Linked DNA regions of Danio rerio: region 1 is linked to region 2. A link is a contact called in public Hi-C data. All regions are on one chromosome and are shown on one strand. Each heading gives the region's core, a stretch centred on a gene start, on an enhancer-like site or on the middle of the called end of the contact. The rest is flanking DNA. Distances are from core to core; before and after follow the strand shown. Region 1 holds the start of klf7b (Kruppel like factor 7b). Region 2 holds the start of ccnyl1 (cyclin Y-like 1).

The links. A called contact is a pair of places that touch in the nucleus more often than the background predicts.
Region 1: a Hi-C map of hematopoietic stem cells shows a contact between it and region 2, with 4 times the contacts expected there. The contact joins the promoter of klf7b here to the promoter of ccnyl1 in region 2. A contact is called at or near these places in 2 of 18 Hi-C or Micro-C datasets (hematopoietic stem cells and an unstated tissue).

Annotation. Positions count from the first base shown.
Region 1 is chr9:30,066,681-30,072,064 of GRCz12tu, reverse strand. It overlaps klf7b (Kruppel like factor 7b), which reads left to right and starts at 3,670. Exons shown (of 4, transcript NM_001044766.2): 1 at 3,670-4,127. The coding sequence starts at 4,026. The region is part of intron 1 of LOC141376143 (a long non-coding RNA gene); the gene reads right to left.
Region 2 is chr9:29,923,529-29,929,182 of GRCz12tu, reverse strand. ccnyl1 (cyclin Y-like 1) reads left to right here and starts at 3,501. Exons shown (of 10, transcript NM_001076720.1): 1 at 3,501-3,753. The coding sequence starts at 3,600.

The DNA.
Region 1 (5,384 bases), core at 2,421-4,920, 140 kb before region 2:
GTTTGACCTGGTCAGGGCTAGGCTCAGTGGGAACCAGCTGTTTCAGACTCTGTGAGACAGAGGGTTAGCCATGGGAGGGAGTGATGAGCCAGTCATCAGGGCTTACACTGCCCAGCTGTGCCACCGAGCCTGACAGACTCACACCTGCCCTTAACCCGCTGTGCAATAACACCAAGCACACACCTGCTTCTTCTTTCCATCATCCTCTGTCCCTCGGTAGAGCACTCTGGCCAATGAGGAAGAGGCAGGACTCGTCTATGTCCCCAGACAACTGACCCATTACGTGAGTCTGCAGTAAAGGAAATCGCACGCACTTTGACATTTTGCCTCATATCTTTCAGTGTATATTTTTTTGATAGAGACGGGCTAATGTGTCATGCGGCACAGTTTCCACCCCTTCATCCAACCCCCACTCCGGGCTAATTCTCTCTGGCAGGGAGACCTGTAAAAATCAATAGGGAAAATGTCCTGAAACAGCCAATCTAGCAACCATCTGCCCTGGTACTCCACTGAGACAAAGACCAATGTCCCCTGGGATAGTGACGGAAGAGACAGACAGCACAACACGCATACAAACTCAATTACTCACTACAACTAAAACAGTCTTTTATTTTGCAAACTCAGGCTTACTGTCTTATACTGCCTGCCACTTTTTTTCGGCTAAACTAGTGTTAACATAAATACAAACATTTAGATTGGTTTGCGTATTAGTCTTTTTTAATCTCAAGCTATTTTTCTTAAGAATAAACTATAGCTAACAAATGCAGTATTAAGTAAATGCATTGAGCTATAAATCTGTGTTAGATGCTGTCAGAACCTATTAAATGATTAAATGTAGCTTTGTTAATCAAACATAGAATTCAATTATTCTTATCATGACATTTTCTCTCATTCTTAGTTTTTCTGACTCAGATTATAGTAATTTAATTGCTATATGTAACTAATGAATTTTAATAAGGAAACAGTTTTATTTTCAAAGTAATGTTGGTGGCTCCTAGGAAAAACAATAGAACAAAAATCGGTATGGCTAAAAAATCTAAAACCACGGCATACCAAAAATATATAGCAGTAAACAAAATGATGACAGAATGAGACATTTGTATATTACTTGCTTTAATGAGACCACAAGTTTAGGTTAGTGGAATGTGAAAAACACAAAATTATTATCAAATTATTTTTGTTGGTAGCTTCACAGTAGCGCAGGGGGTAGCATGATCACCTCACAGCAAGAAGGTCGCTGGATCGAGCTCCGGCTGGGTCAGTTGGCATTTCTGTGTGGAGTTTGCATGTTCTCTCCGTGTTCGCGTGGGTTTCCTTCGGGTGCAAAGACATGCGCTATAGGTAAATTGAATAAGCTAAAATGTCCATAGTGTATGTGTGTGAAAGAGCGTGTATGGGTGTTTCCCAGTGTTAAGTTGTGGCTGGAAGGGCATCCACTGTGTAAAACATACAGTTGAAGTCAGAATTATTAGCCCCCCTTAATTATTAGACCCCCTGTTTATTTTCCCCCCAATTTCTGTTTAACAGAGAGTAGATTTTTTTTCAACACATTTCTAAACAATAGTTTTAATAACTGATTTCTGATAACTGATTTATTTTATCTTTGCTATGATGACAGTAAATTATATTTTTATATTTTACTACATGTTTTTCAGGACACTTCTATACAGCTTAAAGGGACATTTAAAGGCTTAACTCGGTTAATTAGGTTAACTAGGCAGGTTAGGGTAATTAGGCAAGTTATTGTATAATGATGGTTTGTTCTGTAGACTTTCAAAAAAATTTGCTTAAAGGGGCTAATAATTTTGTCCTTAAAATGGTGTTTAAAAAAATTAATAACTGCTTTTATTCTAGCCAAAATAAAACTTTTTTCCAGAAGAAAAAACATTATCAGACATACTGTGAAAATATCCTTGCTTCGTTAAACATAATTTGAGAAATATTTAAAAAAAAATTTTAAAAATTAAAAAAAATTCAAAGGGGGGCTTATAATTCTGACTTCAACTGTATGCTGGATAAGTTGGCGGTTCATTCTAATGTGGTGACCCCTGATGAAGAAAGGGACTAAATGAAAATAATAAATGAATGAATTACTTTTGTTGGCAAAAAAAAGAGATTTTACAGGTAAATTAATGCAGAGTAAACAAAAATCTTACAAGTTTAAGTATGCAAAGTGACTACATTCGGTTATTATTAATTATGTTTATTAGTTATTAATTATTGTTTTCCTTTTTTCTCCCTTTTATTTAATTGGCAGCCATTCTCCTGCACATTTTTCAGTAAGTAGGTTTTTCTTGATCACAAAACGCTCTCCAAACAAACACACTTATATTTGCTTAGAATATTTACAATAACATAACATCAATATGTTTGAATAAGGGGTAAAATATAAACTTTCATTGGCCAGACATTACTTCTGGTAACATTAAGCACACACACACACACACACACCACATGTATTAAGATTAAAAATCTGAATGTAAAATGTGTCATCTTGTGTCATACATTGTGATGAATTTTAACACTACAAGCAAGTTCATATTAATTAGGCTACATTAAGAAACTAGATTCATAATAACTTTGAATAAAAGCTTTTGCTTGAATAATGGTTTGTTGAACAAAGATAAATCTGTTTACGACAGACAGACAGACAGACAGACAGACAGACAGACAGACAGACAGACAGACAGACAGACAGACAGACAGACAGATAGATAGATAGATAGATAGATAGATAGATAGATAGATAGATAGATAGATAGATAGATAGATAGATAGATAGATGAGCACGAATTAAGTAAACGTTTGCAGTATGAGCAGTCAGTTACAGGACTGCTATAGGCAACAATCATTATTTAGAAATATTACACTTTTTAGGTTGCGTTTTTATGGATTTCAGGAATTAACTGCTATTAGGAGTGTTTCTGGCTTGCCCACAGGGTGAAAAACCATCCTGATGAGTCAATTACCCTTTACAGAACAATAACCAGATCAGTACTGCAAATCAATGCCATCAATTGCGTTGCTGAAACAGTTGCAATGCTCTTTGCGGTAATTTGTGCCATTAGAGAAGCTAAAACTCATTTCTAAGTGCTAAGCCTCTTATTTCAGAATTAAAATGTTTAAAGTAGCCCCGATCTTGTCTGTGAAGCGCTTAATCCTACTACTTGTGAAACATCTGAGAAGATCTTCAGACTTTTTTTTCAGCATTCGCCTACGCTTGAACATTGCATCATAACATTAATTATTTTCCAAACGACACTTCCAACTTTATAGGCAGCTTTGCGCTGTGAGATACCCGTAATGTATCATTTCCAGCAGATATGACTACATAGAGACTTGCCTCACGTTACAATCTGCAACTTCTGCTTCTGTTTGTTGCGTTCTCTCCGGCCGTATGAGCGACGCCAGTGCGCTGCCGCTGCTATATAGCTCTCTAAAAATAGCTCACCTTTCACTGCCTTCTACGGCCCGATTGACAAGTGTCACGAGCCAATCGCGCTATATTATTCAGATTTCACTCCACCTCTTTAGCTATTTAAGCACCGCCTTACTTGGACGCCAGTGAGATCATCAACCTTATTTACCGTATATGGTCACGCACGGAATTGATTGACAACAAACCACGCCCCCTCGGCTCCCTTTGCTTCCTCTCGCTCGCGAGGCAGCGAGCCCAGCAACTTGCCTTGGTGATCCACGGCATTCAGGAGAAAGGCTACCTGGAATTTATAGCGCAAAAGACACAGAGGCAATGCGGAAATAGGTGGACACTTCATGTCACCGAGTTTGCATCCCACTCCCAGGCTGAGGATCTGAGAGTTCGCGGGGACTGCAATTAAGTGACAAGAATTGTTTTTTATTTTTTTCCTTCCTTTTTTTTCCATTAGCGCTTAAAACAACCAGCTTTAACTACACTTCACGGAGGATTTGAAGCATTCCTTTTTGCGTCTGACAGCGGGCTGAGAAGAAAACAATTTATACCTGAGGATCAAAGCATCAGTTTTGTTTTTCTTGTGAGCATCAACATGGACGTGTTGGCGAATTACAGTATTTTTCAGGAACTTCAGCTGGTGCACGACACGGGCTACTTCTCAGCGATGCCGTCGCTGGAGGAGAACTGGCAGCAGGTGAGAGAGTTTGCACGAAACTACTTGGACTGTTAGTTGTTTGCGTAAATAAGCATTGCTTATGTGCGCAGATGTACCTGATGGAAACATTCACAACTTCACCGTGCGCGCGCCTATCCAAAACACGCTGTCCAAATTTTTGCGCGTAGTGGATTTTAGTGATGCAGGTGCTGTGTTGCTGCTTTCATATGAAAGCATGAAGCTAGAACTCCGTTCCTTTTATTTTAGCGACGTGAAAGTGATTATTAGTGAGAAGAATAGTCTGCAATACGTTGTGTGCTAATGTAGTGTACTTCTTAGTGTTATACTCCAGGCAAAACAGAGTGACAGAATGAGACACGAGATGAATCATGTGCATTATTTCTGGCTGAAACTGACTGAATGGCGTTTTGTTAAAGGCGCACGTAATATGGATGGAGAAAGTAAGAGCTTCGCTAACAATAAGCGACTTGTTATTAAATAATGCATTCGCATCTGTCAGATTACTTCGTGTTTTTCAGCACGACGATATCAAGAGCAGTTCCCGATCGTCATGTATTATGTATTACCTCCGCCGCGAGGGTGCGCGCGTGAGTGGATGTGAGGAGAATGCATTCAAATCACACTTTTTTTTCTTTCTTTCTGAGAGCTGCTGTGCATCTGTATAACAATTTGCTGACTCTTGAAGGGTAAAGGTAATCAATGATAATAGCTGTGTTTTACATTTTTATGACATCCCACTTAAGCCTTCTGGAAGATCTGGTGGAAGTGATGCACATTGGGAAATATCTGTCAGGGTCATGTTTTAAGTGACATGAGGTCTGTGTAAAATCAATGCAAATCAATTGATTTGTGTCAGGCAATAATTGTTTAGTAGTTAAATACAGTACTGATAACATTGGGATTTGGATTTTGTATGAATTAAACAGCATTAATGCAATATTACGGTTTACCAATTGTGGTAGAAGGACTTCTGGAAATCGATGTGACGATGGGCGCCTCTGCAGGCATGCACCGGCTGTCTTGAGCTCATTGCAATTCCATGTGCTCAACTGCAGGGAAATGCAGCGAGTGGTTATTTATCGCTAGAGTGTGGACTTGAAACAGATCTACCCCTACCAGCAACTCACAAGGCAATTCTACACAACACAAATATTACCAGGTAGAAAATGCAAATATAGACATATTGGTATGAGTATCGAAGGAAAATATGAACCGGCGAAATCATCTTAATGATTAAATGAATATGTTGTGCAATAAGACAGTTCTGGTGTTAAT
Region 2 (5,654 bases), core at 2,252-4,751:
GCATTTAAAAAGTTTGAAGCCACTAAAAGCCAATTCGCACTAGAAGCCGGAAAATGCAAACCACCATCAGATTACACACTTTAGACCAGGGATGCCCAAACTCTGTCTTGGAGGGCCAGTTTCCTACAGAGTTTAGTTCCAACATTAATTAGACACACCTGAACCAGCTATTCCAGCTCTTACTAGGTAAACTAGAAACCTCCAGGCAGGTGTGCTGAAGGAAGGCACCCCTGCTTTAGACATTCCATAACAATCATGACAAGTGCAGAATCAGCATGTTCAGTCAGTGAAAACAACTCCAGCAAACAAAAACTAACGCTGAAGGTTACATTATCTGACAAAAACAGATCAAAATATCTGTTGCCATCTATAAGATCAATCATAAGTAAAATCAGCGCAAATATGATTTGTACTTGATTGGAGAATATATTATATTATGAAACATTTCCAGCTGAACAAAATATTGAATACAAGGCAGTTTTATTTTTGTTCTCCTTTTGCGCGCCATAAACTGTTTAAAACTGTCTAATCAAGCTGTCTTTAGAGAACACCCTGATTTTTAGATTGATGAAATACTACCAAAACATTTTTACTGTTATATTTCTTTCTATTTTAAACAGCACAAATTAAATTCACCCCATTTAGAAAAAAAAAAAAGTCAACTTACTGCTTTCAAAGGCAACTGGTTTACTCATGTCTTTAATCTAAAGCAACCAATCGCTTCTTACAGTATAATAAAATAGGGCTTAGATTAGTGGTTAACAAAGTGGGGGTTAGGACCCCCTCAGGAGTCACAGGACAATGGCATGAGTCCCTTGGTGATTTCCAAAAGTAAAATAAATTGAACGTCTAGAATTATCATCTTTTATCCATAACGCACAGAAAATAAAATGTAGTTTTTTAATACTAAAAAAACAACAACGTGCAAATGAAAAGACATCAGCCTTTAATTTTTTTTTTCGTGTTTAGGTTAGATTAACACAGCAACAGCATCAGCTGCAGCAGATTGATTTTAGCACCAGGTTAAACTTTGACATCTTTATTTTAATTAAATACATTAACTATGAATACAGGTCACAACTGAACATTGAGAATGATCTCTGATTGGTGGTCTCCAAAATTAAACCAAGAATCAGGGGCAGAGTTAACCAATAAGCAAGTCAAGCGGCTGCTTAAGGCCCCATGAAATCTGAGTGCCCCCGAATAAATACTTATAAATTATACTCATAAATTATCTATATATAACAATTTTCTAATCACATTTTGTATGATGAGATTTAAAAAAAAAAAAAAAAAAAAGTTTAATGTTTATTACATTTGTGCAAATGTGTCCCCCTCCCTCAATTATGAAGCAGTCCGGCAATTAAATTAGGTAAAGATTTAGGTTTAAATATATAATTTGTAGTCATGAATTCATTTTAAGAAAACAAATCCTTTAAAAAGTTTTACAAGAAGCTTTACATTATTATTGTTGCTATTATTATTTTGCATTAAGTCAAAATGTAGAAAATTAGGGATTGAGTAATAGAGTGAAAAAAACAGCTAAATAAATCATTTAAAAATAAATTTAAAAAAAAAAAAATCACAAAAGGTGCATTTTAAATCTTTTGGGCCCCACGGTCTGAATTTGGTTAGGGCCCCCAAATCACTAAATCCGCCCCTGCCAAGAATAGACTTGTGTTGACAACATTATGCACACCAGTCTCTTTAGTTGAGGTTAATATTAAACAAATTAATAAATTAATATAAAAAAATGATGTTTGTTAGACTGTTGCACTTTGTGTTGTAAATATGCTAATGTTTATACCGGCCTATTGTTGTGTTAGCAGCGTTTGTATATTTAAAACAACCTCTGTGGAATTTAGGGGTCGCAAATCACTGGCATTGTTATTTTAGGGGCCGCGGGCTGAACATTTTGGGAACCCCTGCTTGGATCTTAAATTGCTGTCAGTTACTGGTGATGGACATTGTTTACATGCAGCTAGGAAACAATTTAACAACAGCCAAATTAGTAAAATTAGAATATTTTGTCAATTTTAATATCAAATATTTGATCATTTAATATAATCAAATATTAATACGACTATCAAAATCGACATTGAAATCTGCAGTTAATTAAGCTGGATTAGTGACAATTAAAGAATGAACTCACAATGCACCTCAAGTTTACACAGACGAATAAACAAAGTTGGGACATATGTAACAGTTTAGTCCCACATTACATTAAAAAAATAACTAAAATAATATTACTTTACTTTTAAAGTACGTTACTCGTTACTTAGAAAGGAAAGTAAAATTATTACACAACTCAAGTTACTTGTAATGCGTTGCCCTAACACTGCACATAAGCTATCTGTTATTAAGAGTTTATTTCAAAGTAGTTAGATTTTTGTCCCTGCAAATGATAAGTTTTAACACTTAAACCACTCGCTGAATGAATGCTAAACTTATGGGTAATATTGTTGCAACTACACAGTTAATATTTCACAATCAAAAAAATAGTACGCATACAATATACACTATGCAGTACGCTAGTAGTCCATTTCAATCCGTTCACAAAGAGGTGTGTAAACGGGCGGGGTTTAAATCTCTAGCATGACGGCGTGATTGACAGTTCTAATTACCAGTCCCTGAACAAACATTTATTTTGTTTTGGCAACTCGTCCAATCGCAAATGATGGAATGTCAAAAAGGGGCGGGTCATCACCTGCGTCATTCTGAGCAGATGGCGGTGGTGGCGGGGAGAGGATCGCTGCTGCACTGGCCGGCGAGGAGGAGGGGATAGCGGGGGACTCTTCGACGAGACTCGGTGAACAGAATCCAATAACGACATACAAATCCGGAGCTTAAATTAGCCGATTTAAATGGACCAGACTTTCCTCATATGCCGCGATAAAAGACTTATTTTATTTTGCTACCAGCTCGACGGCCTGAGGATTTGAGTGATTATTGGATCCAGAGTTTCAGCCAACACACAGATCTACCCTATACAGAAGGATAAATGCTCGGAAGTCTGCTCTTTAGGGGCCATTTCATCTGTTCCCGGTTTGAACCGCCAAACTGGCTTAATTCAAGACATATTCGGACATTTAAACCAGTTAAAAGGATGGTTTATCTCAGTTAGCTCGGCGGCTAATAACTCGCTTATTCACAATGAATCAATATTAGCCGTTAGCAGTTAGCATGTACGGCTAATTCAAAAGGAATAAATCCGTATTCGGAGATTTTCGACTGATACTTTCTAGTGATATGCTGTCAGTCACGTGTCATAGATCCGGCTTTATTGATTACTTGAGTGCTAAAGCTTTAAGTCCTCTGAGGCACTGCGTGTAAATGCATGGAGTCCCGTTATATGACTGGCACAGATAGCTACATACCTCTTGAGTTTGGAGCAGTGAGACAGTACAGCAGTAGATGCTGACTGTGTGTGTCTATTTCAGCTCTTCATGCACCCACTTTTAGCTTGAGTTCATTCATTCATTGGATCCATTGGGTGACTTCTGATGACAGAAGCAGCCCAGGTGTGAGCTTCAAAAGGTGTTTGCCATAGACTAACACACCTGAGCAGGTCGAGCTTGTGATTGTAGGTGTGAGTCATCATGGGCAATACAGTGTCCTGCTGCGTGTCCCCCAGTGGGAGCCCCAAACTACCCCGGCAGGTGGAGCGTCTGGAGGACTACCAGAACAACACAGACATCAGCGATGACACTGGTCCATACCTGCAGCACATCAGTGACCGGGAGGTGCCGGATGGTGAGTTCTATGCTCTAAAACATGGTTGAACTGCCAGAGGATCAAACTTTTGGCCTAGCACAACTTGACCAACTCATCGAGGTCTTCATATTTGATTGGTTGTTACCAACAGGTGTTGGAAATTAAAGGGGTAGTTCACCCACAAATGAAAATGTTGTCTTCGTTTACTCATTCTCCCCTTCTTCCAAACCTGGTTGAGTTTTTAAATCTGTTAAACACTAAAGATTAAATTTTGAAGAAAGCTGGAATCTTTTAACTATTAACTTTTATAATACTTGTTTAGTCACAGGTTTTCAGCTTCAAAGTGTCATCTTTTGTGTTTGACAGAATAATTAAACTCACAAAGGTGTGGATAGAGGTAAAGTTGGTTTTATATTCGCACATTCATCCATTTAGCAGTCTCTATTGTTTAACATGTTGAATATTAAATCGGAATTAGCATGCAAGTATCACTTCTAAGCAACTTTAACACTATATAATTCACTGTGAACAATGCTGTACTTTGATAGTCATTGGCTGCTAATAGGATTTCCCTATTGAGAATTTGAAAATAATACTTTCTGAAATTAAATTATTAAGGAAAATGTCTGAATATCCAAATATAAAACCAACTTTACCTCTATAAGGTTTGGAACCAATTGAGCAAGAGTGAGTAAATGTTTATTTTTGGGTGAACTATCCCTTTAACTTTGAGGTAAGGTGTATCTCCACCAGCAAAACTTAACACCTTTTTATAATTCGTTACTTAGGAGAGATTTCAAGGTCTTGATGTGTCCAAAAAAGATGACATCCAAAATGTGCAGATTTGGTAAACACGGCCTAAATGTTAAAGACATGAACTAAGTGAGAATTGATCAATATCACCAGCTCTCATCACAGAAGCACTATATTCTATTCTGTTTGCATTTTTGTGTGCCACAGTGTCTTTAAGAACTGAGCTGCTGTGATCTGATGCCTTGACCTCCTCGTCTCATGGGTCAGGTTTCTCCTAAGAGCTAAACACTAAGTGCTTTTGGTTTGCTCTGAAAATGGACAGCCTAAGACATTTTCAGTCCATAGAACAGTTGCAGATTAAGGGTGTGTTCACACTGGTTTGGATAAAATGAACTTTGAGGCGATTGCTCTGTTGATGTGGATCAGTATAGTATGTGTGAAAGTTCTGATCTGAACCTTGATGCACACTAGACAAGCAAACAGCTTTCAAACTAGCTCTGGTGCATTTTGAAAGAAATATGAGCAAAAACAGTTTAACTAATCAAAAAATAGACATAATGCCACTACAGATATGAAAAGGACTGAACTCTCAATATTGAGCAAACCTGTTTCTTTAAATGCTGCGTTTCCTATTACAGCTCAGGACTGGCTCCAGAAATCTCTTTGGTAAAGTTGTTTATTATGTGTCTGAGGAATTCCTAGTACTTTTTGACTCATTTACATATTTTATTAGATTTTTACAAGTTAAAAAAACAAAATGTTAGTGCTTTCAACCAAGCACAAATCATTGTTTTGGATGTTTAGTTGGTTCTGACTTAAAATCTATGTCATAAAAGCTAAATTTGTTAAATTTAAGCCCAAATAATCTTTGGGTTTGCTGAAATTGTCAATGGATTGTATTTTATTTTCTCTTTTTTTCCAAACCAAAGGAAACATTTAGCTAAACGAGTGTGAATATGCTTAAATATTATCTACATTTAATGTTATTATTAACAGAAAATAGGTTTATGAAATCTATAAAAGGATATCTGATAATATTTGTGTGTGTGTGTGTGTGTGTGTGTGTGTGTGTGTGTGTGTGTGTGTGTGTGTGTGTGTGTGTGTGTGTGTGTGTGTGTGTGTGTGTGTGTGTGTGTGTGTGTGTGTGTGTGTGTGTGTGTGTGAAAAGCCTCCTGGTGCTGTTTGCA